7 separate regions of the Sus scrofa genome follow, and regions 1, 3, 4, 5, 6 and 7 are each linked to region 2. A link is a contact called in public Hi-C, HiChIP or PLAC-seq and promoter capture Hi-C data. All regions are on one chromosome and are shown on one strand. Each heading gives the region's core, a stretch centred on a gene start, on an enhancer-like site or on the middle of the called end of the contact. The rest is flanking DNA. Distances are from core to core; before and after follow the strand shown.

Region 1 (2,956 bases), core at 177-2,676, 150 kb after region 2:
TAAGGGTTCTAACATAGACCATGCTGAAAACCTCTAAATCATCTCTAGTGAGAGCTGGATTTCAATCTAGACTTCTAACTGCCCACAGGACATTTCTACTTAGACACGGTGTTGTCATTTCAAGAGATGCCCTTTCAGGTTTGTCTTGAAAGTTGAGAAACTTTGCTCATTCTGTCCTTTCCATCGCCTACACAATTCCATTACCTTTCTTATTCCCATTGTTGCTGCTGAAGAGCAGACCCACATCCACTCAAAGCCAAGGGACTAGGTGGCCTCTTACTTGTTTTCCCAGTCTCCAATCACTAACTCCTTCAAAGCCTTTGCTAGACACAGGTGACCCATATATGTAATTAAATACTGTGAAGACCTCATCCATCAATTGTGTATATAAGTCTGGATAAGTAATTCAGAAATATTAATGTCATCTTCTAGTCATTTCCATAGCCCACTGCACTTCTCACTATTTATTTATCATATCACCTCCATGAAAAGGTAGGTCAAGAGAGCACCATTTCATTCTACAAATGATTCAACTCAGTTCCTGAGGTTAAGTGAGGCCTTAAGATGCTGGCAGAAAGATATGGAGAACAATCACAGCACAAGGTTCTTACATCGAACTAGGGGGCTGTCGACCTGCCCTAATATAGTCTGGTTTCCTCTCTCTCTTTTTTTTCCTAGCGCCGCATCCGCAGCATATGGAGGTTCCCAGGCTAGGAGTCCAATCGAAACTGTGGCAGCCGGCCTATGCCACAGCCACAGCAACGCTGGATCCGAGCCGCATCTGCGACCTACACAACAGCTGATGACAACCCGGATCCTTAACCCACTGAGCGAGGCCAGGGATCGGAACCACAAGCTCACGGTTCCTAGTGGGATTAGCTAACCACCGAGACACGACGGGAACTCCTCCTCTACTTAGAGAGCGCCTAACGGTCACCTAAGGCTCACCTCTGATCTCCGATTAGGTAGATCGGGGTGGGCCAGGCAGTTCACCTTTGAAGGAGCCCCCCGCCCCATGGTGATGCAGGCGACCAGGGGGCCGCACCCTGAGAAGCCGCTGATAACCGGTTGACTTCACAAACGGCGTCATGCTGCGCACCCTCGGTGCCACCAACGCCCAGGCTCCGGGCCAACCCATCTCTGCCGGCGTCCGCCTGCCCCACCCAACACGCCCGGGTGGGCTGCGGGCGGACTTCAGTCGGATGTAGACCTGGGCGTTGAAGTGCCACTGCCGGCCACTCCCTGGCTTCCACTTCGGCCAGCCACCGACACCCGCCAAGACCCGAAACTTCGGGACCCAGGAGCCTGTAACGCGGCTTCGCATTGGCTCAGTTCGGCACCGCTTGGCTGGAACCCTTCTAAAGGCTTTGAGGATTGGCTGAAGCTCCGGGCGACGCGTCCAGTGGCGGAGAGGATCGTGTTCTAAGGGGCGGGTTTCGCCTGGACCCCGCCTCCCCCTGCGGCCCGCTTGGCTCCACATCAGCTTCCGTCAGCTTCCGTCAGCCTCGCTTCTGGAGGTGCCTCCCGGTGTCTCTCTTTTCTCCAGCACAGGGTGGGTCGCTGAGGCATGAGTAGCATTTGAAGGGAAGAGGGGTTTGAGGTCTCTTCGGAATTGGGGGATTTTCTCACGAATTTGCGGACCCAGAATAGGATTGCCAACTTTTAAATTTGCCTAACACTTTTAAAAGAAAACCCAACTACTTATCTTCATCAAAGTTTCATCAAAGATTTTAACATTGGAAAAAAAAAGAAAGAAGTACACGTGCTATAACCCTAAGAAACAGGTCTTTAAAGCGAATACCTTTAACTTAAAGGGGGAAAAAGCCATTAAATTGTTCTTTGTGATTTGACTGGATACAGGTAAATACGACCCCAGGTCACTGTGGGCCCTGCATTGGGCACCACTAATTTAGCTAACATTATAGAGCACTGGCAGGCAGGGGCATTTTGTCCCCAGGAATGTTCTGTCTTGTCAGAACTATGCGTCTTCCCACCTATATTCAAATAATAAAAATAATAGCTAATGTGGAATGCTTACTAGGTAATAGAGGGGTGATAAATATTAAATGCTTTTCACCCAGTATTTGCAATAATTCTCTCCAAACCACATGATGTATTGGTGCCTTTAGCTCTGAATAACAGATGAGAACACCAAGGACAGAAAGTTGTGATTTGTCCAAGGGCACCCAGCTAGTAAATGCTGAAGAGGAGATTCAAATCCTGAATCTCTGAACTCTTAGTCATTCAGACCATTCTTGAAATGAGAGTTCAGGTATGTCTCTGCTCCAGTCTCTTTATTCATTAACTTTTAGGTTTTAGAGATTGAGCCAGATTGAGCCAGGAGAGGGCTGTGTCCACTTCTTTGTTTGTTTGTTTGTTTGTTTGTTTTTGGTCTTTTTTGTCTTTTTAGGCCCTTAACCCACCGCATATGGAGATTCCCAGGCTAGGGAGCTGTAGCTGCTGACCTACACCACAGCTCGAAGCAATGCCAGATCCTTAACCCACTGAGGCCAGGGATGGAACTCGAGTCTTAATGGATGCTAGTTGGGTTTGCTAACTGCTGAGCCATGATGGGAACTCCTGTGTCCACCTTTCTGACACATCACTCTTATGCCTGGGATATAATGGGAAGTTCTGACATTCCTCTTTGATTCAGTGTGTTTTGTTTGATTTTGGCTTATTTCAGGATCTTGAGAATCTGCCATTGCTTCTTCAAATGTTATTATATAAAACTGTTAAAATTTTTTCTTTGATACTTTAAGCTATAAAATAGGGATAGGAAAGCAAAATCAAGTAATTAAAAAGAAAGCCTTCTTTGACCCTGCTTTCCCCCATGGAAAGATGAAATTCCTCCTTTGACAACTTAAGTAATCTTATGTAATGTTCCAAGGACATTAGAACACACTATTTCCTATGATCCCAACTTGTAAAAAAGTCCTGAGTCTAGGGCCATTTC
Region 2 (2,806 bases), core at 70-2,569:
ACGTAGTCACATATGTAGCATAACAACTAATGAGTGTTTCCTACTGCTGTTCACCCTGTCATGAGTTCTCACTTAATTCTCCAGTATCTAGGTTGATACTATTATCCCCACTTTATGGATGAAAAAACTGAGGCACAGAGACACTACATTACAAAGAACACAAAATAATGGTGTTGAGATTTGAACCTAGGCAACTGGACTCCAACATTTACATCCCTAACACTGCATTATATCGTCTTCAGGATCTGTATTTATATTCCACTGTTCAGGACACCTTAAATTCCTACCGGGTACTGGCTACTTCTAAACCATTATTATTTTAGTGAAACACAGTATCAACGTTTAAATTGGCCATTCGCTAGGATTCAAAACATTGGATCCTTAAAATTTCCAACTTCCACGTGACTCAGAAATTACTCAACTGTCTTCTCCTAAACCTAGTGCTCCACCCAATTTAATTAACTTTGTTGTTGCGCAGCATCAGAACGGCAGCACACAGGAAAGGATTATTTTAGATTAAGGATACTGCTGCCCAGCATTCAGCGAGGGCAAACTTCTGGACCAATACAATCTTATTCAGCGATTGCTGGGCTTCCTGTGTTGCACCACGACAAATTTTCCTTGGACTACATTTTTTTTTTTTTTCCTCTCTCTCAGATTTGACTTAACAATTTGAAGCCAAGCTAAAGAATCTAAATGTTGTGGTAGATTCAGCAGAGAACTCATGGACGTGCCGCCGAGTTTGCGGCAGCAAAGGCTAAAAATTAGCTCAACTGCATCCGCTCTCAGATTTCTAACCTGTTTGACTCTCAAAAGGCCATTTAAGCCAGCGCTGCTCTTTTGTGGTCTCGCCTTCGGAGTTTACAAGCTGTAAATTTAACACAGCCGGCCCCACGTCTCTGGGTCCCGTGCAGCGTGAAGAAAGGCCTTTGCTGTGGAGAGCGCGGAGACGAGACAGACGCCGGCCAGATGAGGGCAAGCATTCTTAGGCGTCCTTCTCAAACACACAAAACCCAGGAAGCAGGAAAGGAAGGCAGTGCAAGGAAACAGTAGGGAGGAGAAGCCGCGCAGAGAAACCGCCCCCTTCTCGAGAACAGTCTGCCATTTAAAAGCTCAGCCCGGCGCGCGCCTGACGCCCGCGGAGGCTCACGGCCGCGCGCGCGCACAGTCCCGAGCCTCCCGGGCGCTGGGCGGAGCAGAGCCGCGCGCGTCGGTCAACTCAGCCAATCATGTATCTCTGCCCCCCCCCGCCCCCGCTTGGCCCCGCCTCGCCCCGCCACCAAGCGAGGCTCGGGGCCGCGCGCGCGCAGTCGCGACACTCCGGAACGCGAGGCAAAGCCAAATTGCGCGCGTCGGTCGGCCTGGCCAATCGCGCGTCTCTTTGGCCTCCCGCGTGGTCCCGCCTCCGAGACGCTTTGGCCAGGGCTGCGGCCGCGCCCGCTTGCCTCGCAGCGTGGGGATGGCGGCGGGAGGTAGGGTCCAGGGCGCCGAGTGGGTCTCTGTTTAGGAGTTGACTGGGGAATGGAGCTGCGCTCCCTCTGCGCGGCGTGGGAACCTCTCAGCTCCACCTCAGGCCTGGGGGCTCGAGGCTCGAGTTGGTTTTCTGCATTGGCGGGCGGGGAGGGAGTTCGCCTCCCTCTGGTAGTTTGCTTGGTGAAGTTGATGGCGTTTGTTTAAGAAACAAACTTCTGTAGACTCTCCCTTTCAGTATCTCTTCGCCATTAATGGAAAACAATGCAGACAGGAGTGAATTAGTCTGTGCTTATGCTCCTTGTTCCTCAGGCCTGGAGCGTCGGTCATTGGTTCTAGTCACACAACTTTGATGATTAGGGTAGTGTGACTGGTCTGATTATGTGTTTTTGAGTCAAGACTTAATTTATGCTCCCTTTCATTGTGAAGCTGGCGTAATGAAATTGGCGAAATTAAAGAATTCCTGACTGTACAAAGTTGTTATTCTCCCTACCCTCCACGTGGCAGATTTTGAGGACTTCATCAATAAGAACAAGTGGAGAGTTGTTTCTATAAGAAGCTAGCGGGTTAACTTGTCTGAAAAAACTAGTAGTCACCATATGGACCAACACTATCTGGTTTAGGAAGGTAAATGGAAAACTGCAGAAGGATCAAGAATGAATCACAACTAAATGAAAAGGGAAGTTGTGGGCTTACTTGTGGATGTTACACACAACAGTAAAAAAAAATTACTTGATAAAAATTGAGGAATGTAGAGGTATGGGTTCATTTGATTTCCATTATTGCTTTTTTAGAAGTAAACCAAGATTTCAAGATGGGAAGTCCAGACTCAGCTGTGATTTTACCTAGCACTCCACAAGCCGGTGCCAATCCACCATCTCCCCCTACAAGTAGTACAAGAAAACAAGTATGAAAATCTAATATTTTCTAATTTTATATTTCTAAGTATTGTGTCACGGGTGGTTTTAAGTCTATTGAAGATTGTTAACAATGTGTAGACTAATAAGTAAAAATTTTCTTAGCAAAAATTTTTAAGTCATTCCCCTAAGGTAATGTATTGGACACCCTCCTCCCTGCTCCCGCCCAAGTTTTCATCATGAATCAATAATTTTCATTTAGTTTCAGTTCAGGTTATTACAATATTCTAAACAGGAAGTTTGAATCTGTGAGGTCATAAAGGTCTTTGGTAGAAAAATCTAGGTCTTTTCCTTAATTTGTAAGTCTGAAGCACCTAGAATAGTGTCATGCGTGGGCTAGTTACTGAATAAATGTTTGTGATTACTGGGATAAGTGTCTCCACACTGTTTTAGAAGGGGGCTGACTTTGCTAAAATAAA
Region 3 (2,875 bases), core at 11-2,510, 210 kb before region 2:
AAGAAGATGCCTAACTTTACCAGTGAGTCACATCCCCAGACCAGGAAAGTGGCCACAGTTAGGAAAGGGAGCAAGGCCTGATATTTCTACCATGAGCAGACCCTCAGAAAAACAACCAAGCTTTTTAAAATATGACAGACCTCAAACCCAGGTAAAAACATGCCTCATATAAAGGTTACTCCTCCAAGCATCTATTTAAAAAATAAAAATAAAAAAGATTTAGGAGTTCCCTTCTTGGCTCAGCAGTTAACGAACCTAAGATCCATGGGGATGCAGGTTCGATCTCTGGCCTCCCTCAGTGGGTTAAGGATCCGGCATTGTCCTGAGCTGTGGTGTAGGTTGCAGACTTGGCTCAGATCCCGTGTTACTGTGGCTGTGGTGTAGGCCAACAGCTGTATCTCTGATTCAACCCTTAGCCTGGAAACTTCCATATGCCACAGGTGCGGCCTCAAAAAAAAAAAAAAAAAAAATTTAGACTGTTTTGAACTTGCTTAGAAATGAACTCCTTTGAGGATCCAGGTTAGATCAGCTTCAAAGCCTGCAGCTGTATGGGCTCTCTCTCCTAAGCCTCTAAGCCCCAGATTTCTGCAGCTTTGGGAAACGGTGGAATGCAGATGCAGCACAGAGAGTCACCAGGCCGACCAGCCACATACCTGGCACCTGGCGGGACTCTTTCAAGTCCAGGATATCCCTAATGTAGAGTTTGGCAAAGGCTAGAAACACTGGATCCAAACCCCACAAAAGGGAAGGCGGTTCCTCTTCACACCGGCTGGATTCAGACTGCATCACTGCATCAGGAGGCCTCCAGCCAACCCAGAGTCGAAGATCTAGATGGGAGACACAAAAATCAGGACGCAAAGCAGTTAAAGTGGATGAATCTGGCACAGCCTCTAATCTGATCTCTGCGCAGGAATCCAGAAGTCTGGGAGGAGTAAACCCAGGGGCCCAAGGCCCGTCAAACTGTACGCACCAAGGGCCTGAGGAAAGAGGCGTTCTTTGCCTGAGGACCTGTGAGTTCCTGAAGCTCTTCCCCAGGAATTTCTGCCCCACGGGAGTGTTTCTCCTTCTCCAAAAAGTACCAATTTTGAAACGGTTAAACACCAACTTTCACTTTGGGGAGAGAGAGCCATACAGGCGTACCCTGAAACCGATTTAATGGGTGGGTCCAAAGAGGAATGGGCGCCCTCGCGGCCAGACACAAGAGGGGCAGAGAGGGTGGGTCTGTCCGAGGCTCTGCCCCTGCACCTTCCGGTGCCCGGGATGAGACTGCGAGAAGGAGGAAAAGGAAACGAAAAGCAGACCCGCTAGTTGCCCCGCCCGTCACGCCCGCGCCGCTAGCCCGCAGGTCTCCCGAGCGCGCAGGCCCGGCTTTCCGGCGCTAGGAGGCCGCCGGCGCTCACGGTCTGGAGGCCGTGCCGCCGGCCCCGCCCAGAGCTGGAGCGCACGGCCCGGGCCCCCGCTGGCCCTCCCGGCGTGCGGTCCGGCGTGGGGGGTGGGGCCCAACTTCGCCCCGCGCGCGGGACTAACCCCTGTGTTCCCGCCCCTGCCTTCCCTTCGGACCGCCTGCGGCTCCGCCCACCCCAACGACGCCCCGCCCCTCTTCGTCATGACCGCACCCTTTGTGCATCCCTCCTTGGCCTCTGCCGATACCCTTTTCCAGGTGGCAGCCGAGCGGGGCTGTAGGCCGGGCTGTGCGGGCTCCGTTTGTCTCTAGTTGCGCCCGCCACGAGCCTCCACGGGAGCGCAGAGCCAAAGTCTCCGGGCCCTGGGAGCTGGCCCTGAAATTCCTGCTGCCCAAACCCCACTTTCCAACTCCTCCCTTCACCCCATTCCCCTAGTGGTGAGACCCTGAGCCTTGACTTTGGAGAGGTGGGAATGGTTCCCGATCTATTAATTGAAGAAAAAAGCAACACCAAAAGCAGGGTTACATTGTGGCATATTTTAGGTGTTTATTTACACTTAATAAATGATCTACCAATACACGCACTTTCTGGGACTCTACAGTCTCACTTTAGATAATGTCACTGCCTAAATTTGAGTCCTTGAGTGAATGTGAGGTCTTGACTCTACTCGAGAGTAGTCTTCTTTGCAAGATCATGGCAAAGTTTGTCTCCTTCCCTTTTATTCTGTGTGTACTCCAGAATGTTGAACATCTAAGAATTTTGAAAACTGGCATTTTGGTAAGCTATGGCCACCTTGATGGTGCTTGTCCCCAGTAGTCCTAACTTAAAGTGAGAAGAAATAGCCATGGTACACTCTCATAAATAAATGAATAAGCCACATCATGACATTACTTGAGATGGCAGGAGTTCTTCCTAATTTACAGGAACTTTGTAAAATGGCAGAAGTACAGGTCTCGCTTGGCAGGAGATTCCCAGGGGAGTTAAGTGGTGGCCAAAGAAAAAATTGCTAAACTATTTAGCAGAGAAGGAACTTGAAGCAGCCGGATGGAAAATGTGTGTCATTTAGAACGATGGCATTTAATTACATCCCTGGTTACTGAAGAAGCTGAAAAACAAAGTCCTTGGTAAAGTATAGCATTGCCCAGACACTACCACAGTGAATGGTTGGGTCCATGGAGTTTAAGATTTAATTAAAAGAACACACCTTTCTGAAAGGGGGAGGTTCTTTTCAAGGAAGCACCCGTAGGACAGGTGCTTCCAGCTGACTTGTGAGATGGGGAGAGACAGGTTGGATGACATTTTTCTTACTGCACACATCTGCTTTAGGCTACAACTCAAGAAGAAAATCACTATTGCATGTATGAAAAGCCTGAGAAGATTTCAGGAATGACTCTTATGACTCTCAAATGTAGAGTACTAGAAACAAGGGCTCTTGGGGACTCCAAGCTTACGGCTGGCCTTGGGGAGGGCCA
Region 4 (3,055 bases), core at 114-2,613, 140 kb after region 2:
ATTTAAGTCTAAGAGCCCTCCTCAGAGAGCTCTTCCAATGAAGGAAAACCTCTGTTCAAACCTGAGAAAATCTCAGAAGGATTTCTGGGGTCTTGCATGCTGGGAAAGAAAAAGTCAAAACAGAGAGAGAAAAGAGCTTGATCCCAATAGAAAACAGGGTGCAACCTGGGCCTTTGCTTTATAACTAGTTTTGATTTTAAAAATAAACTGTAAAAAACATCTTTGAATAGGACAGCTTGCTTTGTGGTTGTGAACCCAGAAGGAAAATTGCTTCTTTACAAAAATGGAACGTGTGTAGCCATATTTTAGATCAAACTAGAGATAAATGCAGAAAGGAAAAGGAATAAGTCAACATGAATGAAAAGGTCAGAACATGAAAGGAACATATTTTATACCATTAAATATTTTATATAGCATCATAAAAAGAATAACTTAACTGGTAAGAATAACAAAAATAATACACCCTCTGAAAATAAGTAAAATCTAAAATGCATAAATTGGTTAAAAAACAGGGTAACTATATAAATATGTCCTCACAATTTGTTACATCTTATTGATTCTTCAATATAGGCATTACACCATTCTAAGTGATGTGATAAACAATATGCACTTATTTATTATGAGATATAGTTATTCTCCAGAGATTCCTTGTTTGTGTATCAATTGTAGATTTTTGGTTTGCAGTTCGAAAGGAACATATTTTAAAGTAAGAAATGTGTGGTGAATGTAAGCTAGATGGAGGAGTCTGGGGTGAGGGGAGACTCTATCTCTATTTAATTATTAAAATATGCTTAAAGAAAAATGTCAAGGGAATGGAGAGTACAGCCGGGCTGGTGCAGGACGCCCCGTGGAACAGAGTGCCGGGAACACTCTAGCATGTGGAAGGAACGAAATGCCAAGTTACATCCTTGCAGATGCTTACGATCACCACAAATGCAAATAAACCCAAAGTCCACGGACGGGAGTTAAAGGGAAGGGATTGAGGTCATTAAGTTTGGGGAAAGTCACCAAAGACGTGGAAAGAGCTGGAAATGTGTTAAGTGAAAAAGGGGACGGAGTGGGGCTGGGGGTGGAACGGAGAGCATTCACAGAGAACGGAAGTCTGCAGGAGGGTTTGGGGTTGAAGGAGAAGATGTCGAATTTGTGGGAGAGCAGGTCTACAGGAGAGGAAGCTGCGGGTACAGCTGAGGGAAAAATTTCCTCAAGACCGAGTCAGTTAGGAGGCGGGCGGCAGTGAACCTCACGGACGCGGCGCTTCGGGCTACGTCTCGTTCCCAGCCTTGTACCATGAGCCGTGAGCCTCGCAGCTGGGCCACCCGCGGTAAACGTGGAACCCAACTAGGATCTGCCGGGTTATTCCGAAGCCCCAGCCCGCCCGCCCGAGTTGCCTCCACTGTTTACCGCTTCGTAACCCCTGCGCCCATTGGCTCTGTCCTTTGAGACGCTCATGTTTGAGTCAAGCGGATTGGTGAAAGTTCTGGGGGTGGAGGGGTCTTGACGAATGGAGAGCGACGCGCGAAGCGCGGGGCGGGTACTGGAATGGCCCAGCCCGCGGCAAATAATTAACAAAGTTGCTAAGTCTCAGCACTAGAATGAAATGTTGAGGGCTGACTGTCCAAGATTCGTGCGGGTATAGTTTTATATAATATTCAAATCCTCATCAGTCCCACTTTACAGAAAAGGAAAGGGAGGATAAGAGAAATAATTTGCTCAAGGCTACAAAGCTGAGTGGGATTTTTTAAAGCCAACTCTAGAGGAAGTTCCCAGTTGCTGAGCAGCGGAAATGGATCTGACTAGTATCCACGAGGATGTGGGTTTGATCCGTGGCCTCACTCAGTGGGTTGAGAATCCAGCGTTGCCCTGAGCTGTGGAGAAGGTCGCAGACACAGCTCTGATCCGGAGTTGCTGTGACTGTGACACAAGGCCAGCAACTGCAGCTTTCATTTCACCCCTAGCCTGGGAACTTACATATGCTGCACCAGCGGCCCTAAAAAGCAAATAAATAAATAAATAAAGCCAACTCTAGTCTACATCTGGAGTGCCAAACCTTTAATTACTTTTTTACACTTTCTGATGTACCCTCAGCTATTTCAAAGAGGCAGACAGCTCCTAGAAATAACTTGTGGGAAGGGCAGCAGTTTGTCCTTGCTTCTGCCCTCCCCTCTCATGCTCTCCCCTGCCCGCTGCCCTTTGCCTTCTTTCGTCCTTTCTAGACCTATCTTCTTCCCTTCTTTAGGTCACTCCTTTCCTTCCCATCTTGTCACCTTCTCTTCTTTTCATCCAGAGATATTTACCAAGTATCTCATGTGCTAGTCATTTGGAACTGTAAAGGGAAATAATCAATAAACAAATCTATCCTAGGAATGGAAAAGAATTTTATTTGAACCATACCGAGGACGATAAGCTAGGACACACAGATTCAAGAACCACTTAAATTGCTTAAAATTATTCAAATTACATTCCTGAAAATCCACAGAAGAATGTTGTATCAAGTGGGTATATACGGTCTGCAAAAGCAGGTGGCACTTAGAAGGAAGAAAGCTATCACAAGTCTTCCAACTCTTGATCTTCAACCAGCAGAATCAGTTCAGTTTAGCTCCTTCAGGTCAATTGCTGACAATTATAGCTGCAAAAAAATGTGAAATGCCTTTACCTGTGGCTAACAGCAGTGTGTATCCAGATGTTCATATACGATGCACACAACCACAAAGGGCTTGGAGCTGATCCAATGTGATGCAGAGCAGCACTACAGAGCAGTGGTTTCCTGGGACAGTGTCTTTTGTTTTTAATTTCTTTCTCTAAGGAAGTTACCTTATTGATGAATTGGATCTTTCTAATCATTACAACAAATTGTTACACTTTTCATACTAATTAGAGGATGAGCTATTCCAAATAAAAGTTCTCAAATAATCCCTACACCTGAAATCCTTAGTTTGGCCAATCAGAAATTTTGCCTGGCCAAGTTTAACTTTATACTTGGCCATGGTTAATTTCCATGATATCATTAATGCGCTAAAGACCTTCTAAAAATTAATTTTCTAAAAAAGTTAAGCAA
Region 5 (2,715 bases), core at 8-2,507, 170 kb before region 2:
ACAGGCTAGAGAGAGAAACATACCACAGTGACAATGCTGGATCCTTAACATGCTGAGCCACCAGGGAACTCCTGTACAGTCTATCGTATATCAGTTATACCTCAATAAAACTATTAAAAATTGAAAGTCTTGAGAAACAAAATCATCTTATCCCTCCTACTAGAAGAGGGGTTTTGCTATGCCATTTTGAGGGTGGAGGGAAGAATGGTTTGGGTGTGGTATGTAGATAGCAATATGGCCTCTGCTCCAGACAGCTTTGATTAATTAATTCCAGGGATCTGTCTTCCTATCATATGCCAGGAATGTTGGTGGGTACCTGGATATCAAGGTGAACAAAGAGCCACTGCCCTAAAGGGCTCCTGTCTAGTGGTGGACACCATCTGAGAGATTCCAGCCAAAGCCCACATGGCCCATTAGGTAGACTGTCCACTAGAACTGCCCAAGGAGGCGGAGGCTGGTCAGGAAGTCAAGACCTTGGTAAGAGGTTTAGATGGAGTCATGAAAGGTGGCACCAGCGTTATAGCCACCATATGTAAGTGGCCAGAAGAAGATAGATAATCCTCAAGGGAGTGTCGCGGTCATCCCTGGAGAAGAAGTTGGCTTAAACAATTTTTACATGTATTATATATATCTTACCAGCACACTTGTAGCAACAGCAGAAACTGAAATTGAGCGTTTGCCAGTGCAGGCACCGTGCAAAGGGTTTACATCCATTGCCTTCTTTATTTCTCTTCACAGTTCCCAGGTCAGGACTTTTAAGGATTTTCATTTAACAATGAAGAAACTGACGCTGGAAGAGGTTACCCGCGCAAGGTCATAGAGCTGGTCGGCTCTGGCTCCAACGCTCCCATACTCCCCTCTCACTTAACTCTGGGACCGTTGGAGAGAGAACAAGTCCCCTCCGAACCGGACAGCTCATCTTTCACCCTACACATTTTCCCTGATCCGGAATGAAGGCAAGATCCACTAGTACAATCAAAGGGGTCGTGCGCAAAGGGGCAACTACACCAAAGCCATAGGCTGATAAAGATAATGGGGCTTGGAGGGCAAATCGGAAGCAACCAGCAGCCAGCCCTCGGCTCAAGCGCCCACTTCGCCCCCGCCTCCGCGGGGTGCCTGCAAGCCGCCCAAGGGCTGCCAGCTTGTGGGGCTTAACGCGCGTGCGCGGAGCCAGAGGTGACGCCCCCGCGCGAGTGCGCGGAGAGTCCGGCGCGCGGCAGGAGGAGCGCGCGGGCGCGCTGCGGCGTCGGCGTCGGCGCGCGCTCCAAGCAGAGGCTGCGTGGGCTGGGGAGGGAGCGAGGCGGCGGCGGCTGCGCCCCAGAGCCCAGGGGACGCGCGGGTCTCGCGCCGCGGGTGCAGACGGCTGCAGAGGAAACCCAGGGCTCCCGGCCCGGGGCGGGAGCGCTCGGCCAGCCGACTGCCCGGCTCCGAGGCCGCCGGCTGCGTCCCTCACTCGGAGTGGCCGCCGCCCCTGGAGACTCGCCGTGACACGGGCCTAACCGTGGCGGCTGCGGGCGTCCGGACCGCTCGAACCCGTCGGGCCGGGCCGGGTGTGGACGAACGTCCGGGCAGGTGCCGCCCCCCGAGGGCCGGCGGGGGTCTCGGCGCTTAGCCGCTCGGCCCCCGGGCCGGGCTTCGCGGAGGGGCCGCCGGCGCAGCGCCCCCACCTTGTGGGCGGGAGCGGGAGTCGCGCCCCGCCTTCCCCGGGGACAGCCCGGCCGGAGCGGCGGGAGCCCGGACGACCCGCGCCCGCCGCCGCCTGCCGGGCTCGCGCGGGAGACGAGGGAGGAGAAACTTTGCCTTGTATTGTTTTCAGTCCTTAAGTGCGAGGAACTCTGTTGGGAAGAAAAATGTCCTTCTTCAATTTCCGTAAGATCTTCAAGTTGGGGAGCGAGAAGAAGAAGAAGCAGTACGAACATGTGAAGAGGGACCTGAACCCCGAGGAGTTTTGGGAAATTATAGGAGAATTGGGCGACGGAGCCTTTGGGAAAGTGTACAAGGTAAGAGGGAGAAAACGGGAAGTTCCACTTGTGAGATCAAACAGCCAGTGGCCCGGAGTGGCACGAGGATTTCTAGCTCCTTGGTCCCGGTCCTGCCTTGTGGACCTTCTTGTGACTTCGTAACTGTACATTGGAACTTTATTTAGGTTACCGTTCGAAGAGTAGCTAAGACACAGGGTTTAAGGTTGAACAAAATGGGGCCTGGATGTAGTTTAAAGAGTGATTGCCAAAGAGAGGCAGGATATGCATTCTGCTCTGTCAAACGTTAAAGGAAATGAGGGTGTTGTTTAATTTAAAGGAGGGGTCTGGTCGTGGCCCTCAAGTATTTTCGAATCAGAAATCATTATACTTTTCAGTGGCTGCCTGTTTGTGCACTAGCTGTTGGCAGTCATATGTACACTTGGACTAAAACAGTTCCCTTTTTTGGGTCCAGGATATATATTTGGTTGTATCTGTACCTAATAATACATAACCAGTCTCTTGGGATGAGGGCAAAGTGATTGCTACTTGCAGACTATTGTTGAATTGGTTGCTTGACAACATACTATAAAATGGAATGGAATTTCTGATAGAAAATTTCCAGAAGGGAACCTGCATCTGGTACTAGTTTCCAAATGTAATAAGCATTGACTGGAAGTCCATACCAGGGTTTAAGAAACAAAACAAAACAAAACAAAAACAAGCACACAGGTATATACACATGTATTTTTATATA
Region 6 (2,811 bases), core at 19-2,518, 230 kb after region 2:
TTGACTAAGGAACAGAGTTTTGTGGGAAGGAAAGGATGTATCTTCTGCTAGCAGGGCACATGACATAGGCAAGAGGGTAGGGAAGCTGTTTTTCAGCTTCCACTGGCCCCCTGGCTGAATGTCTTTGTGTAGAACAAGTTGCACAGCTGAATTTGATGTCCCTGTGCCTCCCTTATGGTTTCAATAGTCTCATGCTTAGGCTATATATTTCAGAAGAGTCCACAAAGTACCATGGACAAGGAAGACCACTGCTGAACTGTTTGTGGTATTGGACAGGTGGAGGCAGCGCTGGTATTCAGCGCTTGAGAGATGGAAGTAAAATGTGTGGATGTCCAATATGGAATGCTATGTAGCTACCAGAAGCAATGAACTGGGGATTGCACCACCAAGTGCAACAGGGATAAAGCCTTAAAAAGAATGGTGAGTGAAAACAGTAGAAAATAAGATGATCCCTAAAGTCCAATACCATTATTACAATTAAAAAAATGCACTAATGAAAATACTATACATTTTTCGAAAATATATATCCAAGCACTGTAGCATGACTTCCTATGGAGGCTGAGGATGAGGTGGGAGTAGGGATGGGGATGGATAAAGGGGGAAAAAAAAAAGAGAGGAATCTTGCACGTTTCAGAGAACTCCAACCTTGCACTTGGAATCTAAAAGGGGTGGAAGAGGAGGGAGATAGTGAAAGAGAGGAGAGGGAGAAGAAAGGAGTCTCAGATACCAGGCAGATATTCACGACATGGCTTCACACACGTTTTTCCAGACTGCCTCTTCCTCTGCTCCCTATCTTCCTCACCACTAGTGACTAAACCCTTTGGGGGCAAGGTCTGTGTTTTCTCTGCCTTAGTGCCCCCCCCCCCCCGCGTCCTGCGTATAGTAGCTATAGTCATAAGGGTTAGAATTGACTCTAGATTATTTCTTGTTCCCCTGACCAGGTCACCAATATGACAGAGGGCAGAGTGTGACTGACGGTCTTTCCTAATTCAGAGCCCTCTGATTACAGACCGTCTTCTACGTATTAGTCCCCGGTTCTCCACTGACAGCTCCCAGGTCTTGCCCAGCGCCTCTTCTTTCTAAGATGTTTCTATCTTCAGCGCACAGCTTGGGACTCTTCCCAGTCCCCAAGAGGCACCGCCCTTCATCTTCGTGCTTCCGCCCCATTCAGAATATTTGCATACGACTCTGGGAAACACCGCCCTGGAGCAGGCCTCGGAGGCTCCACCTCTTTCGAACGTCCTCCGGCGCCGGCACAGGGCGTGGCGGTTGCCAGGAGACCGGAGGACGCGCCGCGCGCAGGGTTTCGCCCCCTTTTGGGGGGAAACAAGTAACTTGGCGCTGTTTTAGATGCTGGGGGCGGTGCATAGCCCATTCCTCAGACTCCCGCCCAGTTTCCGAGACCTCCACCGCAGCCTCTGAGGCCACCCGCAGAGCCCGTCAGGATGGCCGAGGTCAGAAGTCGGTGCCCCTCTCTCTGTCCTCCCTTGCTCACTCAACCCCTCCCAGTCCCGTCGTATCTCTTCTACTGTAGACTTACCTTCTGTCACATTCACTGATTTCCAGTATTCCCCCAGTCAACACCCTATCTCAACCTGCAGCTTCACCCCCCGCACCCCCGGCCCCCGGCCCCCGTGCCCTTAGGCTCCGGCCCCATTATCTTTTGCCTCTCCTTCCATTGGGTGGACACCCCCACCCCACCCTATTTAACTGGTGCTCTGCTAAGCACAGTAGGAAATCAGTAAGTTCCCAGACTCACACAAGAAAGGCCCCACCCCTAGGTTTTGAGCCGTTATCTACAGGAGAGATAAACACAGAAACACTGATGTCTTGCTGACTGGGAGGACCTGGAAGAAGGCTTCATAAATATGCAATGTCACCCCTGTTTACCGACCCTTGTCCACCTGTCACACCACAATTCCCTATCATCTGACCACCTGCTGTGACACATCTTCATTAAGCTCTTCAACCGGTCACCACTGCCCTGTGTTGTCACTGACCATTATTTTGATATCTTTAAACCCTCCATTTACTCCCTCATTTTGTAGCACAGCCCATCTTCAGCCTCACTGATGAGGGGTTAATTTCTGCAACCCTTTAATGACCCATGGGCTGTCCTGAGCCCTTGCAAGGTCCCTGTTGTCATCTTCCAGCCACAGTCCTGATCCACTATGACCCTAACCCAAATCCTTCATTGCTCCCTCAGAGCCCTTCCCCCACTCACCCATCACATAGTCAGTCCTAACCAGGATCAGCTTCGTAGTTTGTGCGGCTCAGTGAAAGATGAAAATGCAGAGCTTCTTGTTAGATTTATTAAGAATTTCAGCAGAGCATTAAACTAAGGATGGGGCACCTCGGGACAAGGGGCCCTGTGCAACTGCATAGTTCACACGCCCATGAAGCCAGTCCTGGTCCCAGCTTCTCTCACCACCATCATGCACCCACCTCTATTGCAGTTCCTTTTTTTTTTTTAGGGCTGCAGGTGCAGCATATGGAAGTTCCCAGGCTAGGGGTCAAATGGAGCTATAGCTGCCAGCCTATCCCACAGCCATGCTGGATGGGAGATGCATCTGTGGCCCTACACCTCAGCTCATGGCAACTCGGGATCCCTAACCCACTGAGTGCATCCTCATGGATACTAGTCGGGTTTGGAACCCACTGATCCACAATGGGAACTCCTATAGTGATATATTTTTAAATGACAATATGAACAAATTTCTTTTGTTCATAAAAGTTTCTTTAAAAGTTTTCTTTTTTTTTTTTAATATTTGTCCATTCTTGTGCCAAGTGCCAGGTGTACAGGGAAAACCT
Region 7 (3,016 bases), core at 163-2,662, 240 kb before region 2:
TCAGTGATATGAAATGGAAAAATCAAAATGGCAATATTCATTTTTTTTAATATAGAACCCCAAATTCTATACATATTGTCTCATTAATTCTATATATATTTTTATTAAAATTGTGGCCATGTATACACCTTCTTCCTAAGGACTTTAAAGATTCTTACACACCTTGAAATAAGTTGTACTTCATCTCAACTGCCTGCTCCCTGCTCACACAGTGGGTGACTGAGAAAAATATGTGTGCAACCAGTGGAAAGAATTTCCCCGTATAGAGGCAGCATCCTTACTATTCCATTAAGGGTTTTCAATTTATTCCTAAAACAAAGAAAGTGGTGAGTAACAACTGTCCTTCAAGGTGCAAAATCTTTTTCTTTTTTTCCAGCTACATATGCAGAATATGGAAGTTCCTGGGCCAGGGATCAAACCCATACCATAGTAGTGATGATGCCAGATCCTTAACCCGCTGAACCCCAAGGGAACTTCAAGATCCATTTTTAATGAGACAGAAATCTGTCAAGATATTAAAAAGATCAGAGTGCTAAAGAGATGTGGCAAGGCTTCCAAAAGAGTGTTTGAAGGTAAAGTCCTACCCCTCTAATGAAAAAGGTCCTTAGGAGGCTCCCTGGGACGCTGAAACATAAAGCGGGCCTGGGATTTGCTGATGACGTTCCCTTGAAGTGACAGGGAGAGGAAAGGAACCCCCAGATGGCCCCCAGAGTTGAGGATCCACCCTTGAAGAAATCCTTGCTTTCTACAAGTGGCCTCCCAGACGGGCATTGTTTGCACCTAGTAGATCTTGGTGAAGCTTCACAAATGTGCTCTCCTGGCTGAAGAGGAAAGTGTAACATTCTTTCTTTAATTAATAGTCCAGGTTTCTCCTTAACAGAACAAGCTGGAGAACCTGGCCACGAGGACATGAGGGACTGAGAGCTGACAAACATTCCAGGTTAGGACAGCACCCACTCTCTGAAGGGAGAACAAGGCTGAGAAATAGCTGACGACTCCCACGGGAAGAAAAGCTAGCAGGGCGTGTTCAGGATAAACACCTCACCCAGCAATCCTCAGTCACACATCTTTTCACTGGGGGGGGGGGGGCGCTCAAGTCAAAGCTGCTTTTAATTTTATACACAACTGCTCTTACTTAGGGAAAGCATGGTCAACCCAATACAGCCCCCTGCCCGACACCACACTTCGTAACTACTTCATGTTTCTAACTCTAAAGAGATCTGTCTTCTTTAGTCAATTCATCTAAGGAACCCAAGGGTCAGGTTTATTACGTCTGGTACCAATATAGAAATAAATCGGAAACTGACTAGAAATGTTGTGACGCAATCACTCCTGTTGTTAAAAATGACTCTTGGTTATCCCCAGACCATGCAGAAAACCCAGTTCCTGCTCCGGTTCAGTAAAACCAAGCAGCAGGAAGAGGGGGTGTGAGGCCCGGGAGAGGAAAAGCACAGTTCAGCTGTGAACAAGGAGGCCCCAGTGGAAAAGCCTCTCGGTAAATATAAACAATATGGAAAGCTTCCTTTCCAAAACCACTTGCCTCAGCTGACCTCGGGACAAAATTCCCTGCTGGTTCTAAAGATACAGTCTCAAGGAGAAAGCCTCCCGTCATCCCTCTAGCCAGCAGCCTTTTCTGGCCTGAGATGTGTGTCTTTCTTGTCTTTTTCTAAAAAGCAATGACAGACTCATCCCATTCAGGAAATTGAAACTGTTCAGAAACAAAAACAGTGACTAGCTGAATGGGCTGAGCCCTAGCAGGCCTCTCCTCACGGCAGGTCAGGAACTGGGTGGATCTCTGAAATATATATATAGTCTTCATTCCCAAACAAACTCAACATTTGTCCAGCTGTCAAAGAAACAATGGCCTTGTAAGGCTTGCTTATCATGTTTCTGGATTTGCTAAAAAGAGCCACCATGGAAAAAAAGACAGGGGGGAAAACATTCAAACCCACCCTCTCCAGCCTCTAAGCTCTAACACTATCACAATGATTTTTTTGTTAAGCTTTCATCTGTATGACAACAGAAAGTGCCAAAGGATCTAGGGTTTCACCATCATTGTAACACATCCCTGGTCTCCCAGGCTCTATTAAACAGAATTCAATTTAACGATGCTGACCTCCCCAACCGGGGCCACATGAAGGAATAATTCATAATTGATGGAAAAAGTTTCCAAAGACAAAATGGATAGAGTGCCATGTTCATTTCTTTTTAAACACATGGCACAAGGCAGACACAAATTTCTGCTCTAAGCATTTTCAAAATGTTATCATCATGCCAAAAGACCCCTGGCCCAGAACATCTCGAATGGAGGTGGCTTTTAGTCCTCAAAGAGTCCTTAATTGTCACAGAAGAGCTGGTTCACAGGAAGAATGTGCTCTTTGCTAAGCTTCAAAGTTTCCTTCTAAATATGCCAAGAGAGTGGTCAGAAGTCCTGGGAGGCCAAGTTGGCACTGAGCCTCTTCTAAATGATTAAATGGGAAGAAGGTCACTCTGGCTGTCAGGGGACAGCTGGGGAGCTACAACTGTGCAGAAGCAATGGTGGCACAGAACAAATCGGCCGGTCCTGACCCTCTCCACCTGGGCGTTTCCTGAAATGATATCCCTTAACTCCAGGTATGAAACTGTGGGTCACTGGGCACACAGCCTGGTGCCAGCAAGAGATAATTAGGTTCAAGAACGAAACTGAGAAGCAGTGGTCACGCTTAGGAGCTTGGCATGGGGACCTGGTATCCGTTCTACCAGAATCACGAAGAATAATTATGTTACTTCACAAGAGTATTCACGGTAGCCCTCTTGGTAATGGCGAGACTGGAAAAACACCTAAACAATCCAGGAATGGAGAGACCCTTAAATTTATTGTGGTACATATAATAAAAGATTATTATATAGTGCAAATCTGTATGTATGGCTAGGAAAGGACCTTGTAAAACAGGCCAATAAAAAGCGAAGTAGATACAGTATTTAGTATGATTCCACTTGTGTAAAAAAAAAAAAAAGGTTACAACCACTTCTAGTT

What was found. Promoter capture Hi-C pulls out the DNA fragments that hold promoters and counts their contacts. A called contact is a pair of places that touch in the nucleus more often than the background predicts. HiChIP or PLAC-seq counts read pairs in DNA pulled down with a chosen protein or histone mark.
Region 1: a contact with region 2 is called in an H3K27ac HiChIP or PLAC-seq map of alveolar macrophages. The contact joins the promoter of LOC100152209 here to the promoter of SFR1 in region 2. A contact is called at or near these places in 2 of 47 Hi-C or Micro-C datasets (embryonic fibroblasts and skeletal muscle) and 1 of 2 datasets of contacts at active chromatin or transcription factors (alveolar macrophages).
Region 3: a contact with region 2 is called in a Hi-C map of skeletal muscle, with 4 times the contacts expected there. The contact joins the promoter of STN1 here to the promoter of SFR1 in region 2. A contact is called at or near these places in 1 of 5 promoter capture datasets (fetal skeletal muscle), 2 of 47 Hi-C or Micro-C datasets (heart right ventricle and skeletal muscle) and 1 of 2 datasets of contacts at active chromatin or transcription factors (alveolar macrophages).
Region 4: an H3K27ac HiChIP or PLAC-seq map of alveolar macrophages shows a contact between it and region 2. The contact joins the promoter of CFAP43 here to the promoter of SFR1 in region 2. A contact is called at or near these places in 1 of 47 Hi-C or Micro-C datasets (heart right ventricle) and 1 of 2 datasets of contacts at active chromatin or transcription factors (alveolar macrophages).
Region 5: a Hi-C map of embryonic fibroblasts shows a contact between it and region 2, with 2.6 times the contacts expected there. The contact joins the promoter of SLK here to the promoter of SFR1 in region 2. A contact is called at or near these places in 1 of 5 promoter capture datasets (fetal skeletal muscle), 6 of 47 Hi-C or Micro-C datasets (embryonic fibroblasts, heart right ventricle and skeletal muscle) and 1 of 2 datasets of contacts at active chromatin or transcription factors (alveolar macrophages).
Region 6: a Hi-C map of embryonic fibroblasts shows a contact between it and region 2, with 2.9 times the contacts expected there. The contact joins the promoter of CFAP58 here to the promoter of SFR1 in region 2. A contact is called at or near these places in 1 of 5 promoter capture datasets (fetal liver), 3 of 47 Hi-C or Micro-C datasets (embryonic fibroblasts, retroperitoneal adipose tissue and subcutaneous adipose tissue) and 1 of 2 datasets of contacts at active chromatin or transcription factors (alveolar macrophages).
Region 7: a contact with region 2 is called in a promoter capture Hi-C map of fetal skeletal muscle, with 2.8 times the contacts expected there. The contact joins the enhancer-like site here to the promoter of SFR1 in region 2. A contact is called at or near these places in 2 of 5 promoter capture datasets (fetal liver and fetal skeletal muscle), 9 of 47 Hi-C or Micro-C datasets (embryonic fibroblasts, fetal liver, fibroblasts and 3 more) and 1 of 2 datasets of contacts at active chromatin or transcription factors (alveolar macrophages).

Annotation. Positions count from the first base shown.
Region 1 is chr14:115,216,753-115,219,708 of Sscrofa11.1, forward strand. It overlaps LOC100152209 (glutathione S-transferase omega-2), which reads left to right and starts at 1,427. Exons shown (of 7, transcript XM_001927288.6): 1 at 1,427-1,552.
Region 2 is chr14:115,063,636-115,066,441 of Sscrofa11.1, forward strand. SFR1 (swi5-dependent recombination DNA repair protein 1 homolog) reads left to right here and starts at 1,320. Exons shown (of 4, transcript XM_001927227.5): 1 at 1,320-1,472; 2 at 2,265-2,377. The coding sequence starts at 1,460.
Region 3 is chr14:114,849,628-114,852,502 of Sscrofa11.1, forward strand. It overlaps STN1 (STN1, CST complex subunit), which reads right to left and starts at 1,261. Exons shown (of 10, transcript NM_001243685.1): 1 at 1,141-1,261; 2 at 654-827. The coding sequence starts at 786.
Region 4 is chr14:115,200,602-115,203,656 of Sscrofa11.1, forward strand. It overlaps CFAP43 (cilia- and flagella-associated protein 43), which reads right to left and starts at 1,364. Exons shown (of 43, transcript XM_021072821.1): 1 at 1,287-1,364.
Region 5 is chr14:114,897,706-114,900,420 of Sscrofa11.1, forward strand. It overlaps SLK (STE20-like serine/threonine-protein kinase), which reads left to right and starts at 1,258. Exons shown (of 18, transcript XM_005671435.3): 1 at 1,258-2,000. The coding sequence starts at 1,851.
Region 6 is chr14:115,291,118-115,293,928 of Sscrofa11.1, forward strand. It overlaps CFAP58 (cilia- and flagella-associated protein 58), which reads left to right and starts at 1,269. Exons shown (of 18, transcript XM_005671442.3): 1 at 1,269-1,454. The coding sequence starts at 1,446.
Region 7 is chr14:114,825,154-114,828,169 of Sscrofa11.1, forward strand. All of the region lies in intron 7 of STN1 (STN1, CST complex subunit), which reads right to left. Among named protein-coding and RNA genes, the nearest start is that of STN1, 24 kb to the right of the region's middle. Within about 2 kb of position 1,413, at least 32 of the 83 cell types and tissues checked have an H3K27ac peak or open chromatin away from gene starts, as enhancers often do. A contact at or near this core is called in alveolar macrophages, fetal liver, fetal skeletal muscle and 3 more, where this site is marked.